Linked DNA regions of Arabidopsis thaliana: region 2 is linked to region 1. Evidence: chromatin contacts called from public capture Hi-C data. All regions are on one chromosome and are shown on one strand. The core of a region is the stretch at or near the end of the contact, and the rest is flanking DNA. Distances in the headings are between cores, read along the strand shown. Region 1 holds the start of AHL1 (AT-hook motif nuclear-localized protein 1). Region 2 holds the start of Hop3 (stress-inducible protein).

Region 1 (5,323 bases), core at 1,843-4,342:
CGGGTTTGAAGTTTAGACCTGTTCGGGTATTTGAAAATTTTGGGTTCGGGTTCGGATCGGGTTTTTTGGATCGGTTTTTCGGGTTTGGGTATTATGCCTAGGCCTATTAATTATGTTTTTTTAATTGTTAATTATTTTTAATACTAAGTAGGATATAGATTTGATATGTCATTAATATAATTTTGATATGAAAATGTTATCACTCAATATGAAGTGTGTAGAATTTAAATCGAGTTTATTATGATAACATAGATAGTTAAACTGTATTACAAAATTGAATGGTGTAAGATAGAAATTTGTTTTTTTTTTTTCTTTTCTAGATACTAAATGAAATATAGAATAATGGTCGGTTACTTTTTAGAATTCAAATATCATTGATAAGATTGAGTGTATATAATTAAAATAAAATGCATAAGACTGAAATTTTGTTTAAACCAAAAATTATTAAATTAAAGATCAGAAAAATATATAGATTGGTATACAATATTCAAATATTATCGATAAAAAAATATTTTTCTATCTTACACCCGTCTAAATAGGCGGACCTTATCTAGTATATATATATATATATATATATTTTGTAAACGATTGAGTAAAAAATGTTTGGAAAAATAAAATGAGTGACTTAAAAATGATTAGAATTGTTTTAATTCCTGATAGAGTTAGAGAAGATTTATACTTACCAAAACAAAAGTTAAAGAACATTTCTTATTTGGAAATATTTTTCCAGATTATCACCAAGTTTAAAACTATTTTTATAATAATATAATTTTAAAGAAAAAAACGAGTCTTCTCCATCTGAATGGCTGTGTTTCTCAATGTATTTGGACGAATTAGAGAACGATAAAAAAATATTCACAGATTTTTTAAAAATATTGAATCTCTTATAACGTAAATGTTAAAGCGGATAATTTGACAAGAAAGGTTCATATCCAACCGCATTATATCATATATGTAAACAAAATTGCTCAGAAATGACTATATTAAACTCTAACTAATATCGGTTGACAACAAAATAATCAAGTACTTGATTCCATCAATTGAAAATTTAAGATTTTGATTTAAACATTAAAGTAGAAAATCTAAATAGAATTAAAATAAATACTTATAAAGTTATAATGTAAACTTCTTTTGCTTTCTGATTTTAAATGGGCTCAGTCAAATCTTAATAATATTTATCTTTTCCAAGAGCTGTATAATGATACCAAGTTAGGTCAGAATGCCGACCACAATTATAAATGAAAATTTTCTAAATGTAAAAGCCATGTGAAATCAATATTTTACTCCATTTCTTTTTAAAAGAGAATAAAATAAAATAAAGTCGCGGAGGAAATGCACATCGAGCACATCACTCTAATTATTTTATTTAACAGAAAAGACTTATTTAAACATGGTAATGAAAAGAAAACATTAGACGATTAATATATGGTTCGTTCTTATCTAAACTCTGGTTATTTTATTAATCTTCATTTTTCTGCGAATTAGATTTGGATTTCTATTGGTCAATGACTCGATGCTTGGTGGTCCCAAATAAAATTGTATTAAAATAATTTTACGATTCATGATTGCTTCCATTTCCTGTAATTTAATTAAAATTTGTGTTCATCAAATATTTTATACAGATTGAGAGAATTAAATGAACTTTCATTATATTATTATTAGCTAAAAGAGCCAGAAAAAAAAAAACTGAAAAGAAAAGAATATCTAGAAATTGATTTTAGTAGGTCAACATTATTTATATTTAAGTAATCTAAAACTTGTAACTGAAAAACTACGGATTAGAGTTTATTACTGCTGTTTTCAAATGGGCATAAATTAGTTGGGTAAGCTATAATTGTGACGAAGACTTTGGGAAATGTAAAAGGAAAGAAATGAATGTAAAGCAAACACAAAACAATACTCCAACTAATTAAAAGGGTTTGCAAAATAAAAGCCCTTCGGATTTCCACAAATACACGAAAGAATATAAAATGGTACTGTAGTAAATTCTAACAATCAGATTGGAATTCAATTTTCAGAAAACAATTTTATCGAATTAAGTGTTTAAGCACCCACCAAGTATTCCATTTAATTACTAATTTGTTAGTACCATTTTTTTTGTTATGCACCAAATTAATTACAAAACTCTATAATCATCGACACAGTCGACCTGGTGATCTACAAAACTTTAACTTTTATTCCGGTATAGGTTTTAAAACATTGAGTAAAAGTGAACATGTATTAGGAGATTCATGTTCGTCGTAGATAAACTTGACCAACACTACATATTAGTATATTACCATCTCTTGACTCGTTACATGTTTAAACATTTCAATATACCTAGGTTTTTAACCCATCATCGATCACGTTTATGTCCTATTGTTTGTTCAGTGGAAAGAATTGGGCTCTATGTCTTACATTGAAAATTGAAAGAAATGGATAAATTGGGAGTTAGATTTAGATGTTGGTTCTTTTAAGTTATTATAGTTATGCGATTTAATACGTTTTTGCTGGCCTCATATATTGTTAGATGTTAAATTAATTTAAATTATTTCCATACTAAATGATTTATTTATCATTTTAGCAGCCTAGTTTTACTTGTCCTTTACTCCAAAGCCCGATTATTAATTAAGGAAAAAGTATTTTTCAACTGGAGAAATTGAATATTTATAAATAAAATAAAGCACACGTAAAGAAAATATATTTTATTATTTTTAAGAAAACAATATACGCAGGCCATCTTTGTCTTTCCCAAAAAAAATTTAATTGAATTTTGTATACCCACTTTAATTTTGTCTACTATACTATTTCTTATTTTATTATGTATATTTATTAATTCCCTCCCATCGGATTCCAGCTAAAAACACGAATATCTATATATTCCTAAATGAAAATTTAATATAAATCCAGTGCGAGCTATATTAAAATAATCACGCTATTAAAGATTTCCTTTTCGCATTATTGTATAAAAGTAAAAAAATGGACAGACATAAACAAATCTTACAATATAAAAAATCATTATATAAAAAGATAAAATACCTTATTTAATGACAAGATAAATAAACCATTTTTTATTTCTTCAATCTAATTCACAAAGCATAAATAAATCTAATTTCCTTCACTTTCCTCTCCAACATTTTCTTATTTTCCTTCCTAATTTCCAACCTCTGTTCTTAGCAATATATTTTTTCTCCAAAAATAATTCTCAGTTTGATTTTCTTCTTCTAGCTCTTAAGTATATTTCTTTGTTGTTATTTATCTTTTAATCCTTTAATCTCATCTTTGTTTATCTTTAATCAAAACCCAAAATTTACATGGGTTCTTGAAAATCTAGAAGAAATAAAGGAAACATAACAAAAATAGAAAGAAAAAGAAGCTAATGGTCTTAAATATGGAGTCTACCGGAGAAGCTGTTAGATCAACCACCGGTAACGACGGTGGTATTACGGTGGTTAGATCCGACGCGCCGTCAGATTTCCACGTAGCTCAAAGATCAGAAAGCTCAAACCAATCTCCCACCTCTGTCACTCCTCCTCCACCACAGCCATCGTCTCATCACACAGCTCCTCCGCCGCTGCAAATTTCGACGGTGACGACTACGACTACGACGGCCGCGATGGAAGGTATCTCCGGTGGACTGATGAAGAAGAAGCGTGGACGGCCAAGGAAGTATGGACCGGACGGGACTGTTGTAGCGTTATCTCCTAAACCGATTTCATCAGCGCCGGCGCCGTCGCATCTTCCGCCGCCGAGTTCACACGTCATCGATTTCTCCGCTTCTGAGAAACGTAGCAAAGTGAAACCAACGAACTCGTTTAACAGAACAAAGTATCATCACCAAGTTGAGAATTTGGGTAATTATATCTTCTTTGCTCTGTTTTCTTCTCTGTTTTTTAAGAAGAGTATTTAAGAAAGAACAAAAGATAAAACTATTTTTATCTTGTCGGAATCTTGTTTCGTAGACCAATCTAACTCTATTGACAAAAAAAAAAAAAAATTTGGGTCTGGGATCTCATTTTCATGCATGCTTAAGTAAGTGGGGTCTCTGTTTTGTTTCTATGTTTAATTTGTCTATGGTTATAGATGTGTCCTAAAGCTACAAGTATCTACACATATATGTCATGTTGTTAATTGTCACTTCTTAAATGCAATACTAAGCTTAATTTAGTAGCAGTTTTATAAGTTAAACATGTTGGTCAAAATTAGAGATTTTTGTTTTCTACTTGGCTACTTAAATTTAGGGACAACAAAGTACATGATTAGTCAATATTACAAATTAATTAATAAAAATGTTCCTCTTGTGTTCTGTTATGTGTAGGTGAATGGGCTCCTTGCTCCGTCGGTGGTAATTTCACACCTCATATAATCACAGTCAACACCGGCGAGGTAATCTCATCGGAATTTTTCTTTAGATCTAGACATCAAGTCCTTTTTTCTATCTTTTACAAGTTTTGAATGATGTATTTTGGCATAATTAGGATGTAACAATGAAGATAATCTCGTTTTCGCAACAAGGACCTCGCTCTATTTGTGTTCTGTCAGCAAACGGTGTTATTTCAAGCGTTACACTTCGTCAGCCAGATTCCTCTGGCGGCACATTGACATACGAAGTATGTAGATTTCATTCTCATCGATCGATCAAATTTTTGTTGAAAGTGTAAGATGATTTATAGTGTTAATTTTCAGGGTCGGTTTGAGATATTATCATTATCCGGGTCATTCATGCCTAATGATTCAGGCGGAACACGAAGTAGAACGGGAGGAATGAGTGTATCGTTAGCAAGTCCCGATGGACGTGTAGTAGGCGGTGGCCTCGCCGGTTTACTAGTAGCCGCGAGTCCGGTTCAGGTACGATATTTGCCAGTCCAAAAAGCTGCAAAGTTTGTTAACCGGAGGATTTAATTTCCTTGTGTTTGAAATCAACAGGTGGTTGTAGGAAGTTTTTTAGCGGGCACTGACCATCAAGATCAGAAACCGAAAAAGAACAAACATGATTTCATGTTGTCGAGTCCTACCGCTGCAATTCCTATCTCTAGTGCAGCTGATCACCGGACAATCCATTCGGTCTCGTCTCTTCCGGTCAATAATAATACATGGCAGACTTCTTTAGCTTCCGATCCAAGAAACAAGCATACCGATATTAATGTCAATGTAACTTGAAATCCAATCTTTCTCTGTATTTTCTGTTAACAAGTTTGATTTGGTTGTTTATCTACATTAGGATTTTACTAAAATGGTAGTATTATTTATAGGGTTTTAGGGTCTTTATTTTGGTTCCACTGTTGTCACTTGTAGGATAATTTCTATCTTTTTATTAGGATTGAATCATCTTGTTTCCTTAATT
Region 2 (5,328 bases), core at 909-3,408, 100 kb after region 1:
TAGACCGATCTTTGCAAGGTTAAACAACAAAGAGAGAATGCCAAAATTTGCAAACCTTCTAACACCATCAAGGAACTCCTGGTTCTTAGGATCATGTTTTAGCCCTTCTTGATACGTTTCCATAGCTTTATCGTATTCCTTCATGAAAAATTGAATAGCTCCTTTTCTACTGTATCCTTTCGTGAAACTTGGGTCCAGCTCAATGCATTTTTCAGCATCTTTCAATCCCTCTGGTAATGCTCCTAACTTTGTGTAACAAGCAGCTCTGTTGCTATATGCCCTCACGTCGTTCGGGTTTCTTTTGATTGCTTCTGAATAATGCTTCACTGCCTCTGGATACTTTTGTTCTTTAAAGAATCCATTACCTGCATCAATGAAGAAGTGTCAAATGCTTAATCCTAAAATCAAATCACGTTTCAAGATAGTAAGTGTAACTGAGGATCAGTATATATACCTTTCTCTCGCTCCTCCTCGGCTATCGTAGGATCAAAGTACTCCTGTTGCTCCAGCTCTTTCTTGACTTTCTCAGCATCGTTCAGTTTCTTCAATGTATCTGGATTACGATGCTCTGTAAGAGCTTTCTGGAAAGTCTCAATCGCAGGCTCAAAGTCTTTCGAGCATCTCGCCATTTTCACTAGAGCAGATCCTTTTCTAGTCAGAGCTCTTGCTATCATCTTGAAGTCAGAACGAAGTTCTCTGCCTCTTTCAACAGCCTTGTCACAGTCTTCAATGCACTCCTCGTACTGATAATTTCATTTGAGAAATGAAGTAAAACATCACACAAGATACAGTAAGATCCAGATGAACCAACTGTTAATTAAACAAGACTAATGCAAGAACACATAGACCAATGGAATTGAACCACTCAGGATACTTGAAGATTAATTGATTCCAGTAATAATAAAGATAACCACTTCTACAGAACAAGTGAATAAACTCCATCATGAAGCCATAAACCCTAAATTTCTACCTCATCTAAAGCTAACTACTTTCAGCACAAGTGAAAACTTAAGTTCAAAACTCTTAAATCTCCAACAAGAAGCAGATGAAAGTTATCAAAACCCATCAAGGTCATCACAAATGTACTAACTAGTGACAAGCTATACTAAACAGATAAGCTACTTCAAGAACCCAAGATCTCCTCCTTAATCTTAAAGTACCTAAAGGTTTAACTTTTAAGCCAAGTATAAGACTTAATACCTTCCCCATCTCAAGATAAACAGCAGCACGATTCGTCAAATACGAAATATCCTCATCATCGAGCTCCATGGCCTTAGTATAATGTTCAACAGCTCTCCCAAAATCCTTCTTCTTATAAGCAACATTTCCTTCCCCTTTCTCCTTCAAAGCCTTCTCCTTTCTCTCCTTCTTCTGCCTCTCCTCCTCCGTCAACTCCATAGGTTCCATCTCCGGTTCAGGCTCTTTCCTCTCATCAGCCTCCTTCATCTCAGTATCTTCACCACTAGATCCACCAAACTTCACATTCAACAAAACCCCTAAAGCCTTCATAACTCTCTTATCCTTCATATACAAATTAAGATTATTAGGGTTCCTCTGAATCTCCTTCATCGTCTTAACAAAATCATCCTGCTCCAAATAAACCCTAGTCCCCGGATCCGCCGTCAACTTCTCCCACATCTCCTTCCCTTGAAACGCATCAACAAAAGGATTCGACTTTGACGAAACCCTAGATCTCGAAGCATCAGCTAATCCCGATTTAAGCATCTCATTACTCGGATCAATCTCTAATCCTTTCTTATACGAATCAACCGCTTCATCAAACTTGGACAATCCAATAAACGCAGCACCTAATCGGCTATATCCTTTAGACCAATCAGGTTTAAGCTCTATAGTCTTCTTCGCGTCTGATAAAGCTTCTTCGTAACGGTGGAGAGAAGCGTAAGAAGCGGATCTGTTTGAGTAGAGGATGTGATTGGTTGGTGAAAGGTTGATTGCTTCTGTGAAATGGGTTATTGCGGTGGCGTAATCGCCGGAAGAGAAAGCTGCGTTTCCTTTGGATTTTGCTTCTTCCGCCATTGAATTGGATTTGGTTTAGGTATCGTGAGAATCTGCTTGATTGCATTTTTAAAAACAGAGGAAGATGAAGAAGAAGGCACAAGAGAGTTCTCGAAATTTCGAATTTTTTTGTGTATGTCGAGAATGTTCTTTTGTAGCCGTGGAAAAATGTTTTTAAATCTTAAAAATACAAAAGGAAAAGAAACGCTAGAGAAAGGGGTCGAACCTCTGACCTTGTGGTTAACAGCCACACGCTCTAACCAACTGAGCTACTCCAGCTTTTTGATAAGTGATTCGTTATTTATGTAAATATACCGTCTAGAAAAGAATAAACATCCGTTTATGTTCTGTGCTTACTTTTTTATGCTATGTCTTTGTCTTCTGTCAGAAGATTAAGCGTCAGAAAGACATCGTGGAGTTAGCAACGAGACGATCAAAATTCTTCAATCCGAAGTAGTAGTAAACCAGAGGTGAGAAGACGACCAGTTTGGGAGAGAAAACCAAATCGGAGGTATGTATGGTGATTAAAGTTTTGGTTATGATAAATAATATCATCATAAGCGAATAGTTTTGTACGTTTTTGGTTTAGGTTTTAATCAAATGTGTCTTTACTTTTAATAAGTTTAGGTTTGATATTTGGTTTTTTTGTTTTTTTCTAAACATACCACATATAATCATATATATTAATACTCAAAGAACAAGTAGTACATGGTTTCTCCAAATACTTGTAACCAACCAAAGTGGTAAACTACAATCTAAAAAGCAAAATACAAATCACATGAAGATGCAAATTTAGCAAGTGCATCTCCTCTGCACATTTGTTCTCACCTCATCTTCTAAATTTTAACATATTTGATCACTTTCCTACAATATGATTTGAATTTGTATTCAAATTTGGGAAATTTTGAAAATTACCACCTTTATGATACCATTTTTCAAAAAGACCAGAAAAAGGTTGTTCAAAAATTCTAGTTTCATATCATTTCTTAAGAAAAATCTTCTAAGCACTATAAAACATTAAAAATTTTGTGAAAAATCTTATAAATGTTTGATATTATGCATTATAGAAACTTTATAAACGTTTTTATAATATGCTCTATAAAAGTTAATAAAACAAATTCTATGATTGCATTTTGTGTTACATTGAAAATTAACAAAAAAAAAAAACAGTGGTATTATTAAAAAAAAATAAAAATCATAAAAGTGGTATCTCAAAAATTCTTCTGAAATATATTTAGATAGAAGTAATTTCATAATTAACATTATATGGAAATTCTAAATATTGATTGTTTCACTTCAATTGGGGTTTATAGTGGATGATAGGTTTCAGATACAGCAATACACCATCACTCACTGTATTTGATATATTGAAATATAAGTATTCAAAAATACTGATAGCCCAATTTCAGTTTTTTCTGTTTTTTTTTTTTAATTTCAGTTTTTATGTGTGTAATTTTATAAGTTAGAACATAATTTCAGTTTTGTTCTAACTTATAAAATTACACACATAAATCTAAACCATATAGTATTATAGGATGTCAATGTGGTCTATCATCCATGAAATAAACTGATACAAATAATTATCTTGTATTTATGAATCGGTATTTATCGTATAACATAGATGGTAAAAAAAACTAATATTCACAAATTAAAGGAAATCATCCTTCTCTGTACTGTATAAGTGTATATAAATTTTTTTAATCCTCTTTTGATTTTTGACTATTTTATAAATTCAAATTATATAATCTTGTAAGAATTTTTCCTGCGGCAATGATCCCATGCAGCGATCCTCAACTGGACTTTTTCAAAATCCGAAACCCGACAAGGAATAGTGATCCGACCCGGTTGATCAAACCCATGAACCCGCTCCGCTTGCTCCAACAATTCTCCAAACAATGGATGATTAAAGTAAATCACCGGCACCACAACTCGCCGCGTGTCATCGTCTGATTCGCCGACATGAACCACCAAATGTCCTCGAGGAACAACCCGGTTCGACTTTTTCGGATCCTTACCCAACCGGATCTGATTCTGACCCGGATTCTTCTTGCTTCCACCGCACAATCTCTTAGCTCCACGGCTTAAACACCGTGCTAATGACCGGATTCCGGTAACCGGGTTTGTGATTCGGGTCGGGCATCTGTTTCTTGGTATCCATTTGAAAATTTTGACAAATCTGTGTCCAATTTTGAACCCTCTGACTCTCTTCATGCTTGGTTTTAATCAGATTCCGACAAAAAAAAAAAAAGTCTTTGGTGAAAACAATGAGATGGGTTTGTTTGAAATCGAGTTTCAAGAAATGGGTTTGATTCGAAAGAAATAGATTTGGAGAAAATTTTGGTTTTTGTTTTTTGGTATCTCTCTCTGTGTTTTATGTTATAGAGTTGAAGAAGAAGACTGTTTGGGTATGGGGAAAGAGGTTACCTCTTATATAGCCTTCAAGGAGCTATGACTCTTATGTGTGCGTGTGCTTTTTAAATGTGTCCACTTTGATGGATAGTTTTCCAAATACAACTTTTTTTTTGTATTTTTTGTTATATTTTCGTATCATTTATCATCTTTTCAAAATTTAGGGAACTTTTTTTTTCTATTCAAAACATGCGACTTAAAATTCCAAATCTTAAGTGCCAAAAAAAAAAAAAACCTCAAGATATTTAAAATGAAATATATTACAAGAGATATATTTACAAGACTTGTGTAAACATTAGCTATTTAATTAATTTGGTCAGGGGTGTTACCATAAATTATCGCAATGAAGAAGCTAGCTAAGCTTTGATCATATTCAGTGGGAACGGACTACTTCAACACTTAAGACCTCGAATGTTATTCGTGAAATACCAAAATAACAATGTTTTTTCTAATCAGATTATTGTGCAACGCAGCTATGTCCAGCCATACTGTCATTGTGCAAGCTTAGTTACCAAATTCATCAATCTACCACATCGATCGAATAACATGAAATTTTTTTATAAAGATATGTGTGTACCATTATTAAAAAAAATTCCAAGTTTCTTATTTAATTTAACATGTCATTATCATTAAAATGCAACCACTAGTTGAATGTTCATATTATATATTGATTAAGACATATTTATGATCGATTATGTGAGTTAGTAACATGTTTCTTGTTGTAGTTAAGTATCTAGATGATTCGATTTGATTTTTTCATAATACACTCCATTATAAGTTTAGTATGTCGTTCCTTATGAATAATACATCGCATGAAATCACTAGTTATTAGTTCAGAATTTGTTTTGCTTTTTCTATGATAACTAGTCCAGATTTAATAATGGTTTTGATAAGACAACTTGG

What was found. Capture Hi-C pulls out chosen DNA fragments and counts their contacts.
Region 2: a capture Hi-C map of seedling shows a contact between it and region 1, with 2.5 times the contacts expected there.

What each region holds. Positions count from the first base shown.
Region 1 is chr4:7,236,108-7,241,430 of TAIR10.1, forward strand. It overlaps AHL1 (AT-hook motif nuclear-localized protein 1), which reads left to right and starts at 3,093. Exons shown (of 5, transcript NM_117278.4): 1 at 3,093-3,833; 2 at 4,298-4,365; 3 at 4,458-4,589; 4 at 4,666-4,827; 5 at 4,906-5,323. The coding sequence starts at 3,359. The coding sequence ends at 5,139.
Region 2 is chr4:7,339,203-7,344,530 of TAIR10.1, forward strand. It overlaps Hop3 (stress-inducible protein), which reads right to left and starts at 2,159. Exons shown (of 5, transcript NM_001036543.2): 1 at 1,201-2,159; 2 at 455-743; 3 at 56-365. The coding sequence starts at 2,037. It overlaps AT4G12405 (a tRNA gene), which reads right to left and starts at 2,295; the gene lies at 2,222-2,295. It overlaps AT4G12410 (SAUR-like auxin-responsive protein family), which reads right to left and starts at 4,529. Exons shown (of 1, transcript NM_117311.3): 1 at 3,598-4,529. The coding sequence starts at 4,227. The coding sequence ends at 3,754.